Linked DNA regions of Mus musculus: region 2 is linked to region 1. A link is a contact called in public HiChIP or PLAC-seq data. All regions are on one chromosome and are shown on one strand. Each heading gives the region's core, a stretch centred on a gene start, on an enhancer-like site or on the middle of the called end of the contact. The rest is flanking DNA. Distances are from core to core; before and after follow the strand shown.

What was found. HiChIP or PLAC-seq counts read pairs in DNA pulled down with a chosen protein or histone mark.
Region 2: a contact with region 1 is called in a FOXA1 HiChIP or PLAC-seq map of pancreatic cancer cells. The contact joins two enhancer-like sites. A contact is called at or near these places in 1 of 15 datasets of contacts at CTCF or cohesin (the NIH/3T3 cell line), 3 of 484 Hi-C or Micro-C datasets (the MNK3 cell line, bone marrow-derived macrophages and granulosa cells) and 5 of 115 datasets of contacts at active chromatin or transcription factors (embryonic basal ganglia, embryonic hindbrain, embryonic midbrain and 2 more).

What each region holds. Positions count from the first base shown.
Region 1 is chr6:84,564,477-84,571,346 of GRCm38.p6, forward strand. No RefSeq gene overlaps it. Among named protein-coding and RNA genes, the nearest start is that of Cyp26b1, 26 kb to the right of the region's middle. Within about 2 kb of position 4,320, at least 36 of the 459 cell types and tissues checked have an H3K27ac peak or open chromatin away from gene starts, as enhancers often do. A contact at or near this core is called in pancreatic cancer cells, where this site is marked.
Region 2 is chr6:84,890,765-84,897,634 of GRCm38.p6, forward strand. All of the region lies in intron 7 of Exoc6b (exocyst complex component 6B), which reads right to left. Among named protein-coding and RNA genes, the nearest start is that of Exoc6b, 180 kb to the right of the region's middle. Within about 2 kb of position 2,372, at least 69 of the 459 cell types and tissues checked have an H3K27ac peak or open chromatin away from gene starts, as enhancers often do. A contact at or near this core is called in pancreatic cancer cells, where this site is marked.

The DNA of each region.
Region 1 (6,870 bases), core at 3,070-5,569:
GGAATATTCTAGCCCCAAGTCCGCTAAACCTAGATACTGCATTGGCTTTCCCAGGCAAGGAAGGCAGTCTGCTCTGCCCCCCACCCCCACCCCTAACTTCATCCTTGCCCTGGGCAGCATGCTGTGTGATGCCAGTGCGAGGTGGACAGTTTGTGGCTGAGCCAAGGGAAGGGAGTGGGAAAGGGCTGGCTTTTCTAAACCTGAGTCCTTACTGTGATCTTCTCCAATGCTCACCTAAAACTAGTCCAGTGTCCAGGTGACCAGGCTCCTGTTGGAGGAAGCTACCTTCCACATCAGGCTTTCCCGTGACCCTTGGTCTTCCTCCCCACTCTAATTCCTGGTCCCTTTGGGTCCTTCTGTGACGTTCCAGCAGCCCTGTCTCTATAGGGTCCCAGTGGCCCCAGAGCACTCAACCTGGTCATGTGATTTATCTGCTCCACAGGAAGGACAGGTTGCTTTGGTGGGGGTTAGGTGGGGAACTACTCTGAATCCTTTCTAATAGAGACCTCCATTCTACCATCTCCCTCTTAAAGGCTCTTCTCCTCCCTTTAAGCCACAGCCTTTCTATGTGGCCTGCAATTCTTCTTTCCTTGGCAAGAGCAATTCCAAGGTAGGTGCTGACAGGTTGTGGAAGGGGACTTGATCCGGCTAGTGCATCCTGCCATGAGTTCCAGTGAAAGGGGAGCGTGCTTGGAAGGAGGGAGGAAGATAGGAAGCTGCTGACCTGATCCTGCCCTGTCATGCTCCTAGGGCCCCTCTGAGTTGAAACCTAGATCTAGCTAGGGGACGGGAAAGTCTTGACCTTTGCCAAGGACCTCTCACCTGGTGTACTGGGAGGTTAGTGGAGCATGGTGGGGGAGGGGAGGGGTTAGGGCGAGGTATCGGACTACTGGGGCAGCCAGGGCGGGCCACCCTTAGTGCCACCCCTTCCCAGCACTTTCACTGTGGGTCCACTGCCTGTCAGTCAGTGACTGAGTCACAGATGCCCTGGGCTAGGGGCTGTCTGCCAGAAGCTTGACTCACTAAGGATGACTTGTTTGGCTGGCCCGTGCCTTCCTTTCCCTGTCACAACATGCCAAGGGTCTGCTGGAGCTCCCTCTTGGAACACCCCTCTCCTAGAAGCACCCCTTCCTGAAGCATTCTTCTCCTGGAGCACCCCTCTGGGGTACCCCTCTCCTAAAAGCACTCCCTGTAGCATCCTTCCTGGAACACCCGTCCTGGAGCAACCCCTCCTGGAGTACCCTTCTCCTGGAGCATCTTCATCCTGGACAGTTCCTCTCTCACATACGCTGCACCTTGGCTTCAGACTGTGACAGCCCATCCCATGGCGAGCTTCTTCCGGTCTATCCCAGTCCAACAGGATCCAGTGTGTGTGAGGCCTGTGCAGTCAGAGAGAGAATTCGTCCTCTCACAGTTGCCTGGATAGGCAAGCAGCCCCCCAATCCATGCAGCACCCCAGCCTCTTCGATTCCTCAGGAAGACAGAAGCTACACTCTGGTCTGGTAGTGATTCAAAGAGGTATTTTTCTCAACACCCCACTCAGTCACACCATTGGCCCCAAGGTGACATTTTTCTATTAACAAACAGCACGCACTTCCAGGCTAAGGACGTAAATGCCCATCTGTGATCTGGGGCCTTTGGAGTGAGGCCTCCTGGGGTCAGGAGACTGAAAAGCAGATGCTAAGCCTTATTCTCCAGGGTAGGCATCACCCTGTCCCTCAGAGGTGAGGCCCTCAACCATGGGAGTGGCACTAAGAGCCACCACGATCACTTCCCGGCCCCAGCCTTCCCACACCCTGTTGCCATCACTTCTAAGCACTGCTCAAAGCCAGCCCGGAGTCAGCCCTGACCCCCAGGTCTTTTGTAAAGCCTCCCCACCCTACATTCATGCTGCCAGCCGGCCCCTCGGGACACACCTTATGCTTAGTCCTTTGGTTGCAGCCCACACATGCCCTGACTTTTCTCTGCACTCACCTCGCCCCTCCCAGCCTCCCAGGCATGGCTCCTGACTTGCCAAGCTAAGATGCTGCAAGAGGTAAGATCACCCCTAGCCCAGGGGCCACCAAAAAGCCTGAGCAAGGAATGCTGGCACTGGCCCTGCGCCCGCTGCTCAGAGCCCCTTCATGGATGCTCTTGTCTGCTGCTCATCCTTCAGGAAGGTCAGGGTAAGGTCATGCCCAGTGGCTTCCTCCCAAACTGGGAGACGATGATAATTCCCTAGGCCTACGAGCAGCCACTCCACTGCCAGAAGAGGTTTCCCACCCCTACCCCACCCCCATTCTCCCCAACCCCAGACAATGAGGAATCCTACCTTCCAGACAAGGGATCATGGCTGTGTTACCTAGACTCAGAGCCAGCTGTAAAAGGGGACCTTAATGCTGAGGGAAATGAGGAATAAAAAAATGATCCCAAAGATTTTTTTAGTGAGATAGCTCCACCCACAACATGATGGCCATGCCGGGGACCAAGCTGAAGTTGAATCCTCAGGGTCCCTATTTTAAAAGATTTAGAATCCCCTGAGCTGGGAGCCAGAGACAGGAGGATTCTGGTGTTTGAAAGCCAGCCAGCCCATCTGTCTACTTGTGGAGTTCTGGGCCAGTGAGAGACCTCATCTGAAAAAGCAAGGTGGCCACTAGAGAAATGGCTCAGCCTTTAAGAGGCCCTGCTGCTTTCCCAGCTGGGATTAAGTTTGGTTCCCGGCACCCACTGCAAGGGGCTCACAATGGCATGTAACTCTAGCTTCAAGGGATATGATCTTTTCCAGCCTCCATTGGTATCTCCACACATTTGTACACACACACACACACACACACACACACACACACACACACACACATGTTTTAAAAAAAAAAGTGAGTCAGGCATGAAGGTCTTTAACCCCAGCAGTCTGAAGCAGAGGGAGATAGGTCTCTGTGAGTTCAAGGCCAGCCTGGTCTGTATAGCAAGTTCCAGATCAGCCAGGGATAGAGAGGGAAAACTTGTCTTCAAAATAAAAAATAAGGTGGATGGTTCCTAGGAACCACACTTGAGACTGACCACACAGACACACACATCTGCGCACATGTGCACCTATACACACATGCACACTATCTCTCACATTCTGCTGTTAGGGCCCAAACCTGCTAAATCTCCTCAGAACCTCTTTGGCGGGCTGTGGAAGCCAAGAACTCACTCCTTCAGGCTGGAACACACGCAAAACAAGGCCTCTCGGAGCCACTCTAGATCCCAGGCTGAGACCCCATGTTCTCCAAGGCTGCCTGGGCCAGACTCAGTCCCAGGCACTAGTCCAAGGCTAACATTTACTATCTCTCATCAATGGCTCTGCTCTGCCATCCCCTGCCATCCCGGGGGTACTGTTATTAGGACAGGAGCTCTGTGTGGCCCTGGGCCTGATGCCAACAAGGCCTTGGAGATGGCAGAGCCGGGGATGCCTGTGGGGTAGGTCACTCTCTGAGGACCGTGAAAGCTGTCACTCTCTAAAAGCTGCCTGCCAACTACAGCATCTGCACAGGGCATTAGCAGAGTGGGGATTCTCACAGAGACACGGCTCCAGGCCAGATTGCTCATTCTTTCTCTTTGCTTAAGCTTTGTATGTGTGTGCATGTGTGTGTGTGTGTGTGTGCATGCGTGTGTATGTGTGTGCATGCGTGTGTGCATGTGCTTGTGAAGCAACCAACCTATGGTCACACATGTGCGAAGATAAATGTAAGCCTGGGGCGTGGTGTTTGTTCCAGCCTCTTCAAGCATGGACCCTGTTGTAATTGAAAAGTAAACATGAAGGCAATAGCCACACTGCATTGCTAGAATCCAGAAGAGGTGCTGTCACCATGGGAGCGCTTGTGTATAAACTGTGACCTTAATCTTTACACGGTGGTACACACCCTGGGTGAATCCTTAGGAATATACTTCGATTCACATCATGGAGGTCAGCAAGATGACTCAGTAGGTAAAGAGATTGCCACAAAGTCTCCTGACCTGAGTCATTCCCCATTCTGGTGACCCACATGGTAGAAGAAAAGAAGTGACTACAAATTGTCCTCTGACTCTCGCGTGTACACTTGAAAAATATAGATTAAATAATTTTAAAATCACACAAATGTGTGTGCATATTAAAGCTTCAATTCCCCAGAACTGCCAAAATTACCATCATATACATACATATGTATGCAAATGCATATGTCTGTATGTGTGCCTCCTATTTCACATCCAGTCTCTACGGTGGCTCAGCCTTCTCCTTGGGCTCCTCCACCCTGCTCTCCCCACACCAGTGTGAGCCACTCACAGCGCTGCTATAGAGTTTCAAACAGAATCCTAAGGAAGCTGGGCAGAAACCTGGCCCCCAGAGTGCACGCCTGCGCAGCCCCTCCCCTGGGGTGTGAAAGGGACTCTTAAGACAGAATCCACGGTGACGATGTTCTCAGCAATGTAAAAGGAAGTAATGTCCCTAACCTGTTAATTTAGGTTGAGCGTTTTTCCTGAAGAAAGAGAGAAGGGAAGAAGGAAGGTGGGAGGGAAGACAGGCAAGCAGGAAGTACTTTGGCATAACCAGAGATCTCAAGGCCAGAGACAGGCTCGGGAGAGACACCTCCGTTAGCCCACAGGAAGCAACTGCCTCGGTGCAGTGCTATGTGGTAAGTCAGGAGGTGGCCTTTAAGACCAAGAACTTGAATCTTGCCACTGACCTGCTCTGGCCTCTGCTTCAGGCTGTCTGTCATGTACTGCCAACTGTCCCTACTCTGGGGCACCAGTTGGAAGAAGTCAGATACCTGGCCAGGGGTTGGTACATGACTCAAAGTGAGCCAATTAGGGTCCTTGCTCAAGTGGGGGTAGAGAGCCTGAGGCCTTCTGAGGGTATCAGCTCATAGTGAGATCCCCAGGATACACCCCAGGACCACCAGTCACCACCTGCCCTACTTACCTTATCTCACCAAGCCAGGGTCCCAGAGCAAGATATTTTGAGAAGGAAGGGCCTAGAAAACCTAGCCAGATCAATCAAGAAGAGCTGTTATGGGTGCAGCCCAGGACTCCAGCCTTCCAAACTACCCCTATTCCCTCCCAGGTTAGACAGCACCCTGTCCACACAGCCAGAATGAAGAGCTAGGAGGCCCAGGAGATAGCAGAGCCAGTGCAAGGTGGGCCAGCTCAGCCTCTTCTGGGGGACATGGAGTTGGAGGGGAGAAAGCTATGGGAAGAAAGGCCCCAGACTGCTCATTATTGTCCCAAGACCAGAGCCTAGAGCCTCAGCCAGGCATGAAGCCTGCTTTTGATGTCTCCTCCTCTGTCTCTCTCCTACCCTTTCCCCTCCCCCTCTTCCTCTTTTTGTTCCTGCCTGCTCCCTTTACTCCCTCCCCTGACTTGCCCCTTCCCTTTCTCTGTCTCCCTCCTTCCCTCCCAACCTTCAGGCATAGCTGGCTGCCTCTCACAGCTCACCCTGCTGGCCCTGAGGTCCTGGGCAGCCAAGCCCAGCCAAGGCCAAGGCAATTTTGGGAAAGGGCTGGAAGATGTCTGAATGTGGATCTTCTAAGTTCTCTCCAAACTGGTGCCCCAGTCCAGGGACAAACAGTGTCCCTGTTTATCTGTCCAGTGTCTGTATGCTCCTTTCAGGCCTGGGAAGCTCAGCCTACAGCTGGCTGGGGAAAGGGGAGGGAGAGCAGCTAAAGTCATTGTCCCCTCCCCACCACCACCAGCTCAGCACCATGTGGAAGGCAGGGAATGAGCTGATGAGGGGACCAGCTCCCCATCTGGCTCCCTGCCAGTGCAAGGCAGGGGGTCAGGCCAAGGGTAGCCCTGGGGCCCCGCTGCAGCTCCATTTGCTGTCACAGGGATGGATGGAACTCACACCCAGACAAACCATGGCCTCCCTGGAAAGGTTCCCAAGACATCCAGTCCCTGCATTGCTGCGACTGCTGGCTGGACCTGGGCCAGCCCAAGAGAGCTGCGGTGAGTACTGGCCACTACAGGGCACCTGTCCCCAGCCCTTCTCTTGGTTTCCCTGTGACCTTAGGAAGGTCACTGCAGGATTCTGCTTTTATGGAGGAAACAAATCCCCCCTGACTTTGTGGAAGGTGGAAGGATGGGGTGAGCAGATCCAGGGATGGGAGGTGAGAAGACCGCATTCACCATACAGAAGAATAGGTGCCCAAGGTCTGTAACTATCCTGCCCTAGTGCCACTATCGGCTTCTGTGATCCAGGCGGAACAAACAAGGCCCTGTGTCCCAATGCGCCTGGGCCAGGGTGCTGTGGGCAGAGCCATTGTGAGAAAGAACAGAGGCGACCACACAGTGACTTTTGTCAGGTGAGCCTGGCAGTGGCCACTCCAGGATTTGAGACTCCAGCTGTGCTTCCTGGCTCCTGGTCTCCACCCCCCACCCCACGACTCCCACAGCCCTAGTCCCTAGAACCCTCATGGACATTGCTTGTCCCCATCCTGTAGTCTTGTCTTTCCACAATCTCCACCCCAGGCCTCCTGGACAGTCAGGCTACGGATGGAGTGAACACCTGGCAGAGATGCTGGGGTCTGGGCATGTACATGATCCTGCGACACCCATGAAACAGATTTGGAGGATCATTTGCCTAGGCGAAAGGCGGAGCTCAGAACGGGGAGCCCCCTCCCGCAGCTCCCGTGGTTGTTTATGTCAGCCATCATAGCTCAAACTGATGAATAAGCCTTCAAGCTGTGGGTCATTGGGTCCGGTGCAAAGACCTGGCATATCTGGTCACAGTCACACTTGACAGGGGTGTGGCCTCCCTGCAGCCTGTTCCCTGTCAGGCCCTGGACCTTGTCACAGCTTGTTCCTTGTGTAGGAATGTGGAGCGGAACTCCACAACACATCCCAGAGCTTTCTCACAGGATGGTCTAGGCATTGCTG
Region 2 (6,870 bases), core at 1,122-3,621, 320 kb after region 1:
CTTTCAGAAGACCTGAATTTAGTTCTCAACACCTATATAATATAATTCATAACCACCAGCAACTACAGTTCCAGGATCTACAACACCCTCTTCTGGCCTCCATGAGTACCCATACATAGTTGGCACACACGTACAGAGACATACATACACATAAATAAAAAATAAATAAACCTTAAAATCATGTTCTCAAGTAGGAAGCACACTTGTAATCTTAGTACTTGGGAGGATGCAGGAGGGTCATGAATTCAAGGTCATTTTAGGTACATGAAATTCTGTCTCAAAATATGAGAGAGAGAGAGAGAGAGAGAGAGAGAGAGAGAGAGAGAGATCCCCAAAATCTTAGTTCTTTTCCCCTAGTCACAAGACTAATAACCTTGCTGACAGAGTACAGGTGGCAGAGTCCAACAGAGATGAGATGGCAAACCTGTTGCCTCTACCTTCAGAGACACATGTGAGCCAAGGGCCACCAGGGAAAGTGCGAAGATGGAACTGTGACTTTAGTGACCCAATTCTCCCAAAGTGCATGGAGTTTATATAAAGCCAAGTTTCAGTGGTCAAAGCCAAACTTGCTACTCAAGATGGATGTTTTAAAATGGCCAGTTATTAAAGGGTACAAGTATTAAAATTCTTAAGTTCTATATTTCATCAAAATAAAGAAGTAACACAGAAAGGAGGAGACACCTTATTAAAAATGAGGTGACATGTGGAAAAGCCAAACCAAGAAGTTACTTGAGGATTTTAACGTGAATAATGAATGATATGTTGACCAAACTGGTACACATTAAAATAAAAAGTAAGAATTGAGTGAGAACTGAAATCAACTCTCAGGATTCAGAGTTTGTTGGTGGCCTGACAAGAAGCCGGTCAGAGCTAACTGTGATCTACAGTTCCTCAACTAAGGAAGGAAGCTGTCATTTGTCATACACAGATTCAATAAGAATAAACAGGGACCTGAAAATACATACTAAACAAAATGAAACGAAAAGGGAGAGAAAGTGGAAAAGGTCCATAAGTAATTACAATAAAGACCTGGCTGGTTTTTCCTGTGGCAATGGTAACTAGGTACATCACCAGCACAAAAAGAGAACAGATACATCTAAGCTGAGTTAGGCTGGCTCATGGTTGCAGAGCTGGCTCCCTTTCTTTCCTAAAGCAAACACTATCTCTTCCTCAGAGCACAACTTCTCTAACCAGGACTTTTCTCATAATCAAATGGCCTTGCTCTATACAGCAACTGCAATGCTCGCTGGCTGGTCACCTGGCACTCTACCTTCTGCTCCACTCCACCAGGCAAATCTTAGGTATCCCATACCTAATGAAGCTTCTGCTGTGAGAGCCAAGAGGCTCTGCCATGGGATCTCTTATTTCAAGTGACCACTCACCTCTATATAATAGCAGCATGGAAACTTTAAGGAAATTTATCTTGCCAGAAAAAAAAAAAAGGAGCTAAACACTAGGTAAACACAACATCAAAAGAAAAAACTGAAGATTTATAACAAAATTTAAACTACATAAAAATAATGTATGGACATGAAAAAAGACAAAGAAAATACACAGAGTAAAAATGGTATACAAGAAATGAATTGTTTATTTAGAACAATGTGGTCACTTATGATATATATAAAAGGATGAGAATTTTCTTGCCTAATTCTGAGCAGCACCTTCTGCCACAGCCTTGTTTCACAGGGTCTTCATACAGTTTGTTTATTTAGGTTCACTTTGTCAGAGAACCAGTTTCTCCCAAAAAAGGAACCCACAGGAAGCCATTCTCAGGCAGGACCTTGGCCATTGACCTGTCAGTGCCATCCTTACAGAATGAACAGCAATAGTAAGGGGCAGTTCCCTAGAGAACCACGAAAAATAAGCTTGCAGGCCTTTTAGCAAAAAAGGACATTGTTGCTAATGGTTAGGACTGGTCTATCTCCACGCATGTTTTCTAAAAGCTACCTCATACAAGATGGCAAAGTTCTATCCTGTCATCTGCAGCAAATCTGTTTTCTGTCTGTTTATAGTGTCCAGAACTATAGGTATTTGATCTAATATTTCATGGTCCTGAAACGAACATATAGAAATTATCCTAAGTACATGCATACCTGTCCGTTTGGAAAGCTCGAGACAGAGAGAGAGAGAGAGAGAGAAAGAGAGAGAGAGAGAGAGAGAGAGAGAGAGAGAGAGAGAGAGAGAGAGAGAGAACGCTAGGCAAAAAGTAAAGGAACAAAAAGAGGCTCCTGCTCTCCCTCCTCCACAAACAGCCCAGTATTTAGAAAGCCTTTCCCCCCTGCTCCCCTCTGAGAGCACACTAGGAGTGAGCACTGTGAAGAGTCAGAGAGTGCTGTGAGGATAGAGGCATGTCAAGTATGCACTGACTCATGCTGCTTTGAGCTGGATGTGTTTTCTCTGCTTCTGCTAATGAAAAAGAATCACTTACATCTACAGAAGGGAAGAGGGAAGAGCAACAAGCACTGCGTGAAGGAATGTCACCCTTCTGCAAGATGGAATGTGCTTTCCAAAATCTAAAAACACCGGTGGAGGAGAGCTCTGGGACAAGCAACTGCCTGGTGCACTAGCAGCAGCTTGTCTGGCCTCTAAGCTGCTCTAGTTCACAGGTTCTTCCTCCCTCCTTCCTTCACCTCCCCTCCCCTGGAGTTGCAAGGAATGATTCAAGCAGATTTAGGTTTCATCAGGGAGGGGTCCAAGGACACTTTCCTAAGCTAACAATGACTGCCTCTAATGGTTTCTGTCTCCTAACAAAAGCCATGACTCTTTTATCAGCGTCATCTAATTTTTCCTTTCCAAAGTAAATAACAGGGCCCTTGCATTTTACACATGTCCAAATTTGACAAATCATTATCCACGGAGACTGGAACTGATAAGAGATAACTTTGTGGTGGGACCCTGTCATTTCCTATTATAAAGACTTTCTTTGGGGCTACAAAAACATGATTAAAATAGTTAAACATTTCCTGTGCCTGGCAGTCAGGAACTCAAGACATTAAGACCCTGGAGTCTGTATTTTTCTAGAAGTTCAAATAGACCTAGGAAGATACCAGCAGTGACCACAAACAGTACACAGGGCACAGCCATGCATTGTATCTATTGCTAAGAACTTATATGAAATCACTTCATCACCAAGGACAGCAGCTGTCTAACTGCCTGAACAGTTCTAGGAGCAGTAAATGCCTCCCACCAGCCAAATACTTAGGATTTTCTAAAAAAAAGGAACCATTGGTAAGATTTTAGATGTTGTAGCTATGATTTGTACCCCCAGAGAATGTCATATAAGTTAAGAAACAAGCATTTTTAACAATACAAATAATAGCTATTAAAAGGGATGTTAGAGCAACTGAACACAGGAGCAAACAGGGAAACAATTACTTCATGTTAGTTCCATTTCACAATTATACAGACAATAACAGTTTCAACTAAGCCAATACTTTCCAACTGTTGTCTGAGTACTTGTTGAACATCACTTACATATGATGTGCATGCCCCAGTATCCAGCACACAAGCTACTCTATAAAGGACCAAAATGACTCAAGGGCAAAAGAGAATACAGGATAAGAAAAGCAAATGTATAAATGGAATTAATAAAACCTGAAAATGATCTTGTATCTACAAAGATATTATTTCTTGAAGATTTGAAGATTTAGAGTAAATGTGGACTATCACACAGTCAAGAAGAAAAGAATTAACATCTCCGATCATAAAACTGTTTGAGAAAGGCCAGGAGAGGATGGATTTATATGCTATCTTTTCCTTCTTTAATAGATCTTGCTTCAGGTAAAAGGAGAATGGAGAATGGGTGGTGGAAAGTCTCATCAAGCATAAGGAGGCACTATTACACATAAAGGAAGATTTCTGACTTAAAGTTAGCGATGCCACTCAAGCTTCAGCTAATGTTTCACTTAATACTTCCCTAGTCATCACTTCCCAGAAAGAGTCTTGGTAAGTAACTACCTCTGTTTTACACACTTACTAAGCAAAGCTAGTTAAGGTTGGGTGTCCTGGCAAGGCCAGGAGGCTAAGGCAGAAGGACCTGGAGTTTGAAACCAACCTAGACTACATCCCAAAATCTTGTCTCAAAAACAAAAATCTGTACACAAACTTATCTAACCTGATAAATGTTCCTGCTTTGTTGCTGAATAAGTGTAGTCTTATACAAGGGAAACTAAATACAAGAGAGAGTTCCTTTCTTCTCTGCATCCCAAAGCAACAAATGGATTATGGTTCCCCTGCACTGCTCATAAACACAGAACATTAGTCCACTCTAACTTTGCCGTTCACACTTTGCCTCAGAAGACAAGCACACAAATATCTGCTCTCCTCACCCTTGTGCACATTCCTCAGTTATTTTTCTCTTAAGAAACCTTTCAAAGTAGATGGACTGAACAAAAGGAGGCTCAAAGGAATTTAGGTATGTTTCTCACTAATTATTTGAGCCATTTTCCACCTTCAAAATCCTTCTGATTGCCACTACACACAAAGCAATTTCTTGGTATTGGTAAATGAGTGCAGGAACCAGGGCTTATTTCTAAGCATTAGATGGATCTGAAGTCATTAACTCTACCAGGCATTCTCTTCAGGGAGCAAACAATAAATGATTAGCTAGATAGAATAGGCCTTTGCATTCAGAAATTCAACTGAAGCTGCCCACATTACGTTTGGAAGCCAGGAAATACCTGCAGACATTTTTCACCAGGATGCTTTCTAAACTACTTTGCTTCCAGAAGTTCAGAGAAAATTAAGATAAAATTCATTTGACCATAGGCTCTCATAAAGAAGACTAGACATCACAGACTAACAAACCAGGAGGAAGCAGAAGTCATGTAAGTAAAATGATGCTCTAAGCTTTGACCAGAGCTCAGTCCTGAAAAGTTAGAATTCCCTTATAAAGTTGCTCTAAAATAATTAGGAACCTTTATGAGAAATCCCTAAAAGGGCTAACATTTAAGTTGTTCAAGTATTTGTCCTAAACATAAGAAGTTTAAAAAAAATGAACATTTTTCCCTTATTGAGACACTGTAAAACCTCTGTGGCTAAAACCAAAGGATAATCTCTTCAAGATTCTCAGCTTCGGTCTGAAAACCTCAACAGTCTTTATTTAACTAGAGTCCAGTTCATGTAGATACTCAAAATCATTAGGGACGGGGTAGGTTAACAGTAAACTCGATACTGAACACAAAAGGCTGAAGAAATCAGGGTGAAAAAAAATGTGCAGAAACAACTGCTACAGCACTCTATATATAAGGTCCTTGTCCCCATAACATAGTCCTAAAAATCTGCATATTGAAGGGGGTGGTGGGAAAAAAAGGGAAGAGAATGGGGTAGAAAGAGGAAAAGCAAAAAGCAGAATAGTAGGTAACAAAAAGAGATACAACACTTTCACAGGTCGGCTCTAGTTTAAAAATCATTTTAAAAATGAAAAGACATGAGGCAACTTCACCCACCATTCCAGGGATAAAAACGAAACCTATACCAAGATGCCACTCTTCCTGTGAAAGTGGGAAAAAAAACTGAAAAGAAACCATCTTAGAAAAAAACTGAAAAGATATATTTTTTTTAATCTCTGTTAAGGTAAATAGTAAATAGATGTGAGTGTAGGATCCTTACGTAGGATCTCAAGACCAGACAGGATACAACAACTTCAGGATAAATGTGCAAGGTGTCTTCCAGAACAACTGGCTTATTTTACATATCCACACCAGTGTCTCATGACACAGTGACATATGACAGTCTTGCCAGTACTGTTTTTGCTGGTATACTTTTAATATACCTACTGTAATAGGTGTGAAGTTGAAACAACATTTTTATAAGAAAATGTTAGAAATCACTATGCTTCCATGTATGGACTGACCCACTGAACTAAACTAAACTACACTACATACAAAAAGGAACCCTTCCTATTCAGTAGTGAAGTTAGAATGAGAAGAGTTTCCATGAACCAACATGGTCTTCAGAGAATATTTTCACATGAAAAAATATGTATTATGCTATATAACATTATGAATAATAAAAGACACATATATGCACTAATAATGCTGGCAATGCAGAGGCTAAGCAGAAGGGGGCAAAGGATGGGGATGGAGAAGGGATTTCACACAATACAACTTCTCATGTAACTCTGCCTTTTGAAGCAGGTTTATACTCAAAAATTTTAACTGCTAAGGTTGGAGGGAGCCTAAAATACTATTAGACAGATTTAACCCACATAAAAATTAACTAGAATGTGACATGCACGCCTGCCTGAAGATACAGGAACATTGCAAGAATAACCTGTGATGGAGGACATAACTGGGGGATCTGCATGTGGGCTGCTTATTCGGTAGCAGCACTGTTCAAAGATGAGTTTCTGAATACGATCACTATGTTGCAATGAAATCAAGGAATGCCATTCTCAAGAAACAATATGGCCTTTGCCATTTTCTCCTCAGCAGCTCCGTTCAGGGAGAGGAAACATACGTGGCCAGGTCTTTCAATAATGATTTCACAGAAAGGAGATAAGCAACACATATATTCTAAGTGATGTGTCTGGAAGAACGTAAATAAGATGTTTAAAATATGCTCTAGCCGGGCGTGGTGGCGCACACCTTTAATCCCAGCACTCGGGAGGCAGAGGCAGGCAGATTTCTGAGTTTGAGGCCAGCCTGGTCTACAAAGTGAGTGCCAGGACAGCCAGGGCTACACAGAGAAACCCTGTCTCGAAAAACAAAAACAAAAACAAAAACTTTTTATGCTCTAAAGTTTCCATTCACCCTTCTAATGCTCCTTTTGTCACCTGGTTATGTGTACAAACACCTGCTTTACATCTAACTATAAGCATATATAATGTTGGGAGCACATGAGAAAGGCTGCTATCATTTCACAGTGTAC